Regions from separate parts of the Mus musculus genome. Here all the other regions are linked to region 1. A link is a contact called in public HiChIP or PLAC-seq and promoter capture Hi-C data. All regions are on one chromosome and are shown on one strand. The core of a region is the stretch at or near the end of the contact, and the rest is flanking DNA. Distances in the headings are between cores, read along the strand shown.

What was found. Promoter capture Hi-C pulls out the DNA fragments that hold promoters and counts their contacts. HiChIP or PLAC-seq counts read pairs in DNA pulled down with a chosen protein or histone mark.
Region 2: a promoter capture Hi-C map of liver shows a contact between it and region 1, with 2.1 times the contacts expected there. The contact joins the promoter of Ppp1r1b here to the promoter of Csf3 in region 1. A contact is called at or near these places in 3 of 39 promoter capture datasets (cranial neural crest, hippocampal neurons and liver), 1 of 484 Hi-C or Micro-C datasets (embryonic stem cells), 2 of 115 datasets of contacts at active chromatin or transcription factors (double positive thymocytes and pancreatic cancer cells) and 1 of 9 other capture datasets (embryonic stem cells).
Region 3: an H3K27ac HiChIP or PLAC-seq map of embryonic stem cells shows a contact between it and region 1, with 2.4 times the contacts expected there. The contact joins the promoter of Mien1 here to the promoter of Csf3 in region 1. A contact is called at or near these places in 4 of 39 promoter capture datasets (embryonic stem cells, hippocampal neurons, liver and 1 more), 2 of 115 datasets of contacts at active chromatin or transcription factors (embryonic stem cells and pancreatic cancer cells) and 1 of 9 other capture datasets (liver).

Annotation. Positions count from the first base shown.
Region 1 is chr11:98,700,049-98,702,573 of GRCm38.p6, reverse strand. It overlaps Csf3 (colony stimulating factor 3 (granulocyte)), which reads right to left and starts at 1,261. Exons shown (of 5, transcript NM_009971.1): 1 at 1,155-1,261; 2 at 898-1,070; 3 at 441-548; 4 at 48-194. The coding sequence starts at 1,194. Gm38985 (a long non-coding RNA gene) reads left to right here and starts at 1,064. Exons shown (of 3, transcript XR_001780319.2): 1 at 1,064-1,137; 2 at 1,476-2,161.
Region 2 is chr11:98,347,148-98,349,672 of GRCm38.p6, reverse strand. Ppp1r1b (protein phosphatase 1, regulatory inhibitor subunit 1B) reads right to left here and starts at 1,267. Exons shown (of 7, transcript NM_144828.2): 1 at 499-1,267. The coding sequence starts at 579.
Region 3 is chr11:98,437,724-98,440,248 of GRCm38.p6, reverse strand. Mien1 (migration and invasion enhancer 1) reads left to right here and starts at 1,261. Exons shown (of 4, transcript NM_025559.2): 1 at 1,261-1,391; 2 at 1,505-1,602; 3 at 1,936-2,012; 4 at 2,104-2,525. The coding sequence starts at 1,303. The coding sequence ends at 2,187.

The DNA.
Region 1 (2,525 bases), core at 12-2,511:
CAGGGTGCCCAGGTGTGCTGCCATGACCCCCTCCAGATGGTACTCACCTGCTGCCAGATGGTGGTGGCAAAGTTGGCAACATCCAGCTGAAGCAAGTCCAAGGTGGGGGCCAGGGCAGGGGAAATACCCGATAGAGCCTGCAGGAGACCTTGGTAGAGGCAGAGCCCACTGTGGAGCTGGCTTAGGCACTGTGTCTGGGGAAGATAGCAGGGTTAGGCAGTACATCTTGGGATGCTTGCTCTCTTCAGGAGCCCAAATAGTAGGATGTAGTCCTTCCTTCTCCCCCTCCTCCTCCTTCTTCCCCTCCTTCTCCTCCCCCTCCTCCCCCTCTTCTTCCTCCTCCCCCTCCTCCTCCCCCTTCTCCCCCTCCTCTCCCTCTTTCTCCTCCTCCCCCTCCTCCCCCTTCTCCTCCTGGTCCTCCTTTTTCCGAAAATACTCACCTGCTGCAGGGCCTGGCTAGAGCAGCCACTCAGGGAAGCCTTCGGGATCCCCAGAGAGTGGCCCAGCAACACCAGCTCCTCGGGGTGACACAGCTTGTAGGTGGCACACTGTAGATGGAAGGATACTGAGGGTGCTCACCTGGGCCAGGCTCTTTGTCCAGCTCAGGTCCTCCTGGCTTCTCAGCTCCCTACCTTCCTAGTGACCCTAAGGACTGTCCCATCCAGAGGTCCCACTGCTGTCTCTACTCATTCTCTTTCCTGTGCCCTTCTCCCCCCATGTTCCCTTCCTCAATGTTTCTGTCAGTATTCTGAGGGTGCCATCTAGGCTCTTGTGCACACTGGGCAAACACTGTCAACTGCTGTGTGTTCCTAGTCTGCCCTCTTCTCATTTGTGCTCCTGCCTCCCCCGCTACCCCCCCCAAGTCCTTCCCTCCACACCTATGGCAACCCCACTCACCAACTGCTCCAGCAGCACCGAGCCGCTGGCCTGGATCTTCCTCACTTGCTCCAGGGACTTAAGCAGGAAGCTTCGGGGCAGAGGCAGGGATGGTGGCAGAGCGCTGACAGTGACCAGGGGAACGGCCTCTCGTCCTGACCATAGTGCACTTTGCCACAGCAGCAGCTGCAGGGCTAGGAGCAAACAGACGGGTCTGAGGCACTTGTTATCCGGCCTCTCTCCATTCCACACCCAGGGCAGGTAACCAGGGCACTCACCCATTAGCTTCATGCGCCTCTGGGCAGAAAGTTGAGCCATGGATTCTGGGTGATCTGGGCTGCAGCTCTGGGCTCTGCCAGGGCCCAGCTCCAGGGGGCCTTTATACATAAAGCCATCAAGGCCCCGGGAGGAAATTACCTGGGGCTGGGGCAACTCAGGCTTAGTAATAACTTCCCAGGATTTATGCAAATTTGATGATAGCTCAGGACAATGCAGGGGGTTGGGGAAAAGCTGTTTGCGAAAGTTTTTGTGAAATCGGGGAATCTCTGTTCCTTCCTTGACGTCTTGTCCCCCCCTCAAACTCTCTTCCTCTCTTCCAGCCACACCCAGGCCTGAATCGCTGCAGGGTGTTGGATCTGGATCCGAGTTGTCCAACAAGGCTGGTGAAACCCTGGAGGGGATAGCAAGGAACTCAGACCCTGGGGAAGAATGGGTGCTCAGATCAAGACTGCTTCTGTCTCTCCATCCTCTGGCAGACGTGCTTGGGGAGCCCCCTCTGCCCTTCATTTGTGATTCTCAAGTCACCTATACCTGGGACAAACATCCCGAGAGAAGAAAGAACCTGTCCTCTTTTCAGACCCATAAGCTTCCTGGTGGCTGCCTCCTGCTTTTCTGGGAGCCCTCCACAGCACCCTAGGTAGGGTCTTGCTGTCTACGCCTGCCCCACATTTGGATAAAAATAAATTGGTCCAGCATTCAGGCCGTTCTGTCCCAGGCTGATTAGCTGGGAACTCCCCAATACCCCCCATTATGACTCATTTCTTTAAGCCCCTGGATCCTGGCAGAGAGGCCAGAGGAAACCGGATGTCTGTCTTGAATGAATCAAGACCCTCTGGGGCTCCTGGCTCACCTGACCTTGCCTTTCTGCTTCCCTTGGCACATTACCTCGATGTCGTGGAGTCTGGGGCATCTGGAGGGCGTCGGAGGCTGGGTCATGGAGTGTCCCGACGATCTCTGCTCATTATGTAGCAGTGGTGTGAGCTGGCTTGAGTCGATGCATGCTGAGGTGAGAAAGGAGGAGCTGCATCTCCCATCCTAGAACTCTGCCCAGTGTTAGCTCTGAAAGAGACCTTGGTGATTTCACCTCTGTGAACTGGGCCAGAAAGGGAAATGCCTTGCCCAATCATGGGTAGTAGGGATGGAGGGACATCCCAGTCGCTCTCAGTCCCAACAGGGTATTACTACCTAAAAAGGAGGACGGCATTCCTTGTCTGACTGATGGCATCTCGATCTGGTACTTTCTGAACTATTTCACCCCCACCAAGGTGGGGCCAAGGAATATAGACATTTTTTGATGTTGAGGCATACCTGATGGGGTGGGGCCAACTCTGGGGCTAGGGTGCCCTCTGGTGGCCACAGATGTCATGGAC
Region 2 (2,525 bases), core at 18-2,517, 350 kb after region 1:
AAGGAAGAGATGTCAGCTCACTCCCTGGGGTTGCAGTTCCAGGTCTTGAGAGCAGAGAGTAGTCAGAATAACGTTCTGGGGACACCCCACCACCACCAACAACTAGGCCTATAGGGTGAGACTGTGGCCCTCTAGACCATGAGTGGTTGAAGTGACAGCCTCAGACGCCAGAGCTGTTTGTATCTGTCCATGGGATACCACCAGGGTGATGGGGTCTCTGCGGGGAATAAATGACTAGCCTAGCGGGGCTATATAAGAGCCAAAAGGGCAGTCCCGAGAACTGATTGATAGTCTCCGGACGCTCACTGCAGGAATTCTCCCGCCCAAGATAGGCTTAAAGGTCCGGAGAAAAGTTGCTAGGAGTCTCCGGCGAACTTCCAGTCCTGTGGGGCGCCCCATTGCAGTCCAGGCTGGATCCAACATGGGACGGGACGGACTGTGCTGGGGTGGGGGAATATGTGTTGGGGGTGATACGTGGATGGGGCGCGGCCCCCTTACCATCTCCACCTGTCGGGGGTCGAGCTGGCTCGGGGGCGCGGGCACAGAGAACTGAATCTTCTTGCGGTCCTTGGGGTCCATGGCGGGCGGCTGAGCGTTCTTGGGGTGTCTGGCTGAGCCCTGCTCGGCTGTCCGGAGCTGCGGGTGGCGCGTGCTGCGCGGAGGAGGAGGAGGAGCACTGTCCCCGCACCCAGGAAAATCCCGCGCTCCACGAGGAGAACGCGCGACGGTCGGGAGGACTGAACAGCGGGGCTCGCCTGCAGCGCCGGGCTCAGCGTCCCCAGGTCAGAGCTCAGGATCCCCGCGCCTTAGCTGCGCGCCACCGGTTTGGGGCGCGGGGCTCTGGCTGCCGGCCTGAGCTATCTCGGCGGGCTGCCCTCGGCCTTGCTCTACCAGCTTCTGTCTATCCCCCACTCTGCCTTCTTCCTCTCCGCGCCTCTGCCGCTACTGGCTGCACCCCACAGGTCCCAACCCTGGGGTCCCAGCCCGTCCTCTCTGCCAGGGACTGGCGCCCAGGCGTTTGGAGGGAGGGCTTAGGGGAAAGCGGCCAATGAGCATCGAGAAGCGTGTTCTCCCGGGCTGGGAGGAGGGTGCGGAGTGGGAGCCAGGGCTAGGGGAGCGGCCCGGGGGCCCCCTGCAGTATCCCCAGAACTCGGCGTTGTATTATTAATGAAGTCCAGCGGTGACGCTAAGGGGAGGGGGCAGGGGCAGCTGCAGCCGGGACTCTGGCTTTAACCTCTTCGCCCACCCCCCCTCGGGACGTGGACTTTTAAGGGAGGCCCGTGAGGTCGAGAAGAGAGTGCCAGCATGTCACGCTGTGAATGGGGGTGTCCTAGAAAGCGAGTGTGAGAGAGGTGTGCGTGGGAGGACACCTGTCAGTCATCATCGTGGTAGGGAGTATGTGCAAGTGAATGCTAGAGGCCTGGAGTGCTGTAGCTGGGGAGGGTGGGGGTCGGTGCGGTGTGAGCGTGTGAGTCTATGTAAGTGTGTCAGAGTGTCAAAGATGCGGGTGTGAGTGGCAGCGTGTGGGAGGACTGCGTGTGTGCGGGGGAGGGTGTGGGTGTGGAGGAGGATGTCAGAGACTGTCAAGGTGATGGGCAGGCGGGTGCCAGCTTGCGGGGGGGGGGGTGGTATGCAGGAGAGGGGCTTGAGGCTGTGAATGTGAGAGCAAATTCCGGGGGGGGGGGGGAATGAGTCCCTGCCACAATGTACCCAGCATTCACGTGTCTCTTGCCTTTTCTCCGCAGCTACTGGGGGAGGGGACAGAATCAGCCCAGGGGCAGGGTTGGGGGGCTGCCTTCCCCGTACACGTGCTATCACATGTGTGGGCTTGGTGCGTTGGGGAACAGAGCTGGGGGTGTGTGATCATTCTGAGGTGCCAGTCTCTTCTACAGAGGTGTGTGTGTGTGTGTGTGTGTGTGTGTGTGATGGAGAAGAGGGGCTACTTTGTGGGTTAAGTACCCTTGTTTATCTGTCCAAGCCCTTGAGTCTCTCCGCAGGAGCTGGCACTACCCTCTCTGAGGCTGGCGAGGACTGAGTGCCTCTCTGTAGTGCCCAGAAGGGGTGTGTGTGTGGACCTGTGCCTGTCTGTGCCCTCCTGGGGTTCTGTTTGTGTTGGCTGTCCTCTCTTCTGGTCACTCTTAGGCCAGGAACAGCAGGAGCCCTCCCCACCACACCCGTAACTCCACAGGCAACTTTTCCACTCCTAGCCGGGCACTCTGGCCCCAGGGGTAGACTGAGAGGCCAATGGAGTCTTATGGAAATGAGGTCAGGGGCATGCTGTTCTGCCCCAGACTCAGTGCCCTCTGGGGGAAGAGAGAGAGAGAGAGAGAGAGAGAGAGAGAGAGAGAGAGAGAGAGAGAGAGAGAGAGAGCGCATCAGGGGCCAAGCTTTGCTCTTGGGAATAGGATGTTCTGGTGGACAGGCTCCATGTCCTCCAGCCTAGGCCTGGCCACAGTTTGTTGACTTACATATTTTCTGGGGTGCTGTCCCTGGACATGGGCATCTCTGCCAGTTCCTAGCTTGGC
Region 3 (2,525 bases), core at 12-2,511, 260 kb after region 1:
GCCCAGTAGTTTTAATTTTACTCTAAGGAACTTAAGAGAAATGGCAACACATCCATACAAAGGCATCTACAAGACATTTACTCAAAACAAACAACCCAAAGAAACCCAGATTAATGTTAATAGACAAATAATCTGTGCTTTTTCTATACAACAGAATGAAATAGTATTCATCAATAGAAAGGAACGCCTGGGACACAGCACTGGATGGAGGCTTGCTCTGATACAACAGAGCAAACGTCACATGCTGCAAGAGTCCATTTATGTGAAATGTCCAGAAAAGTTTAGAGAGCAGAGCAGCGATTGCTTGGGGCTGGAGTTGGAAGCTGCAAGCAAACAGGAAAGGCCTTCTTAGATCCATTGAAATATCCTATAACTAGATGGGATGACGTCAGAACTCAGCAAACACAGACCGACCCAACAATGAACAGTTTCAAGGGACACCAGAATGGGTGACTTGTTACGATACTGTAGTGGTGCTTCAGGGAAGGAAGAGACAGGGAGGACCCAGGCTGCAGTTCCAGAATTACAAACTGAGTTCAATGACACTAGCCCTCTAGCAAGAGGCAGGGATGAGGAGTGTGCATAAAGTGGGGGTCAGCACTTCAGAGTCAAAAGAACTAGAGTTCTGGGCTGATGAAGACGCTTGACCTGTAAGAGACAGACCTTTGAGACAGAATCTGATACTCTGAGTTCAATCCCTGGGACCCACATGATAAGATGGAGGAGGCCGAAAGTTGCTGTACTCTGACCTTCAAAAGCATGCTATGGCATGGCCCCCACCTCCAATACACACTCGTCCACAAATTAATAAATAAATGTAGTAAGTTTTAAAGATGCCCTCGCATGCATAAATTCACACTTATACACATATATACGTAATTAAAATATTCTTAAAAGTTAAAAAAAAAAGAACTCGAAAGAAAAGCAGTATGGTGTGGTTTCAAACGCTATCATCGTTCGAGAGGTAAATAGCAACACCAATCACAGACCATCAGCTACCTCGGCCGCCTGCCCCATTTTCTCTGTCTTTTGTAAATGGAAAATAGCTTTGTGATCACAGGCAGTTCGTTAGTAAGCAAATCCATGACTGTGAGCATTGGATGCCAATGAGCTCTCAGAACCCAGGATCAGTGCTGGTCCAGGATATTCGCTCTGCAGCTGGATCAAGATGTAGCAGTACCTGCTGACGGCAGAGGGCGCCCCGACGCAAAGCGAGGTCCGGACACGCCCACGGACACGCCCCCCACGTGACTTTGGCGTGGCGTCACACCCGGAAGCAGCCCTGCAGCGGAGCGGGCAGCAATGAGTGGGGAGCCAGCGCCGGTGTCCGTAGTGCCCCCTCCCGGGGAGGTGGAAGCAGGCAGTGGAGTCCACATCGTGGTGGAGTACTGGTAAGCCACTCGGGTTGAAAAGGAGCCTCTTGTGCTCGCCCGCAAGATGGGGGTGGATCCACGGGAGGCCCCACCCCCGGAACCCCAGCTCACTCCACGTCTCTTCTCCCCAGTAAACCCTGCGGCTTTGAGGCGACCTACCTGGAGCTGGCGAGCGCTGTGAAGGAGGAGTATCCGGGCATTGAGATTGAGTCGCGACTCGGGGGGACAGGTGAGGTCCGCAGAGCACCTGCTGAGTCAGTCCATGTGATAAAACTCCAGCTCTCCCTACATTCTAGAGCTGACATTGGCTGTTGTATATAAAGCCCCTAGTAGGGTCTGACACATAGCAAAAATGCCTACTGTGGGTTTGGAGTGAAGGAACTCTTAATGGCGTATTGGAAAGACGCACGGGTGAGGACTTTGGGGTTTGGGGCTGAATGGCTTCAGGATCGGTGTCTGCCGAGGCCATGAACAGTCTTGCTTGGACTCGAGGTGGTGCCAAGGACCTCCCTGAACTTCTGCCTGTTGTTCTTAGTTCGTTCTTGCATTTATTTCCTACCAGGGGCCTTCGAGATTGAGATCAATGGACAGCTGGTGTTCTCCAAGCTGGAGAATGGAGGGTTTCCTTATGAGAAAGACGTGAGTATTTAATGTACCTCGGGAGGGTGGCTGAGACGAGACACACCCTCCTCTCCTGTGCATGACACTCGCCCATGTCTCTGTCCGCTAGCTCATGGAAGCCATCCGAAGAGCCAGCAATGGAGAACCTGTAGAAAAGATCACCAACAGCCGGCCTCCCTGTGTCATCCTGTGACTAAGAAATGATTCTTGGAAGCTTGGTTCTGGGGTTTAAACCTTTCCTTGTGGTTACGCTAGGAATCCCTCTACCTTTAGCCCCTCACTTGGCCCTAGGTAACTAAGACCCTGACTTCACTTTGCCTCTTAGGGCACAAGGAGGGACTAGACATTTCTGTGGCCAAAGGCAGAAAAGAGATGTTCTCTGTGAACATCACCATCGCTCTCCCGGGATCTGTGCCCTCTGCAGTTTGGTCCTCTCCCCAGCGTGGCAATACCTTTCAGATGCCACGGTTGCTATAACTTATTTTCCCTGAATCCTGGGCAGTGTCGGCTCTTGGCAATAAAGAGTAATTA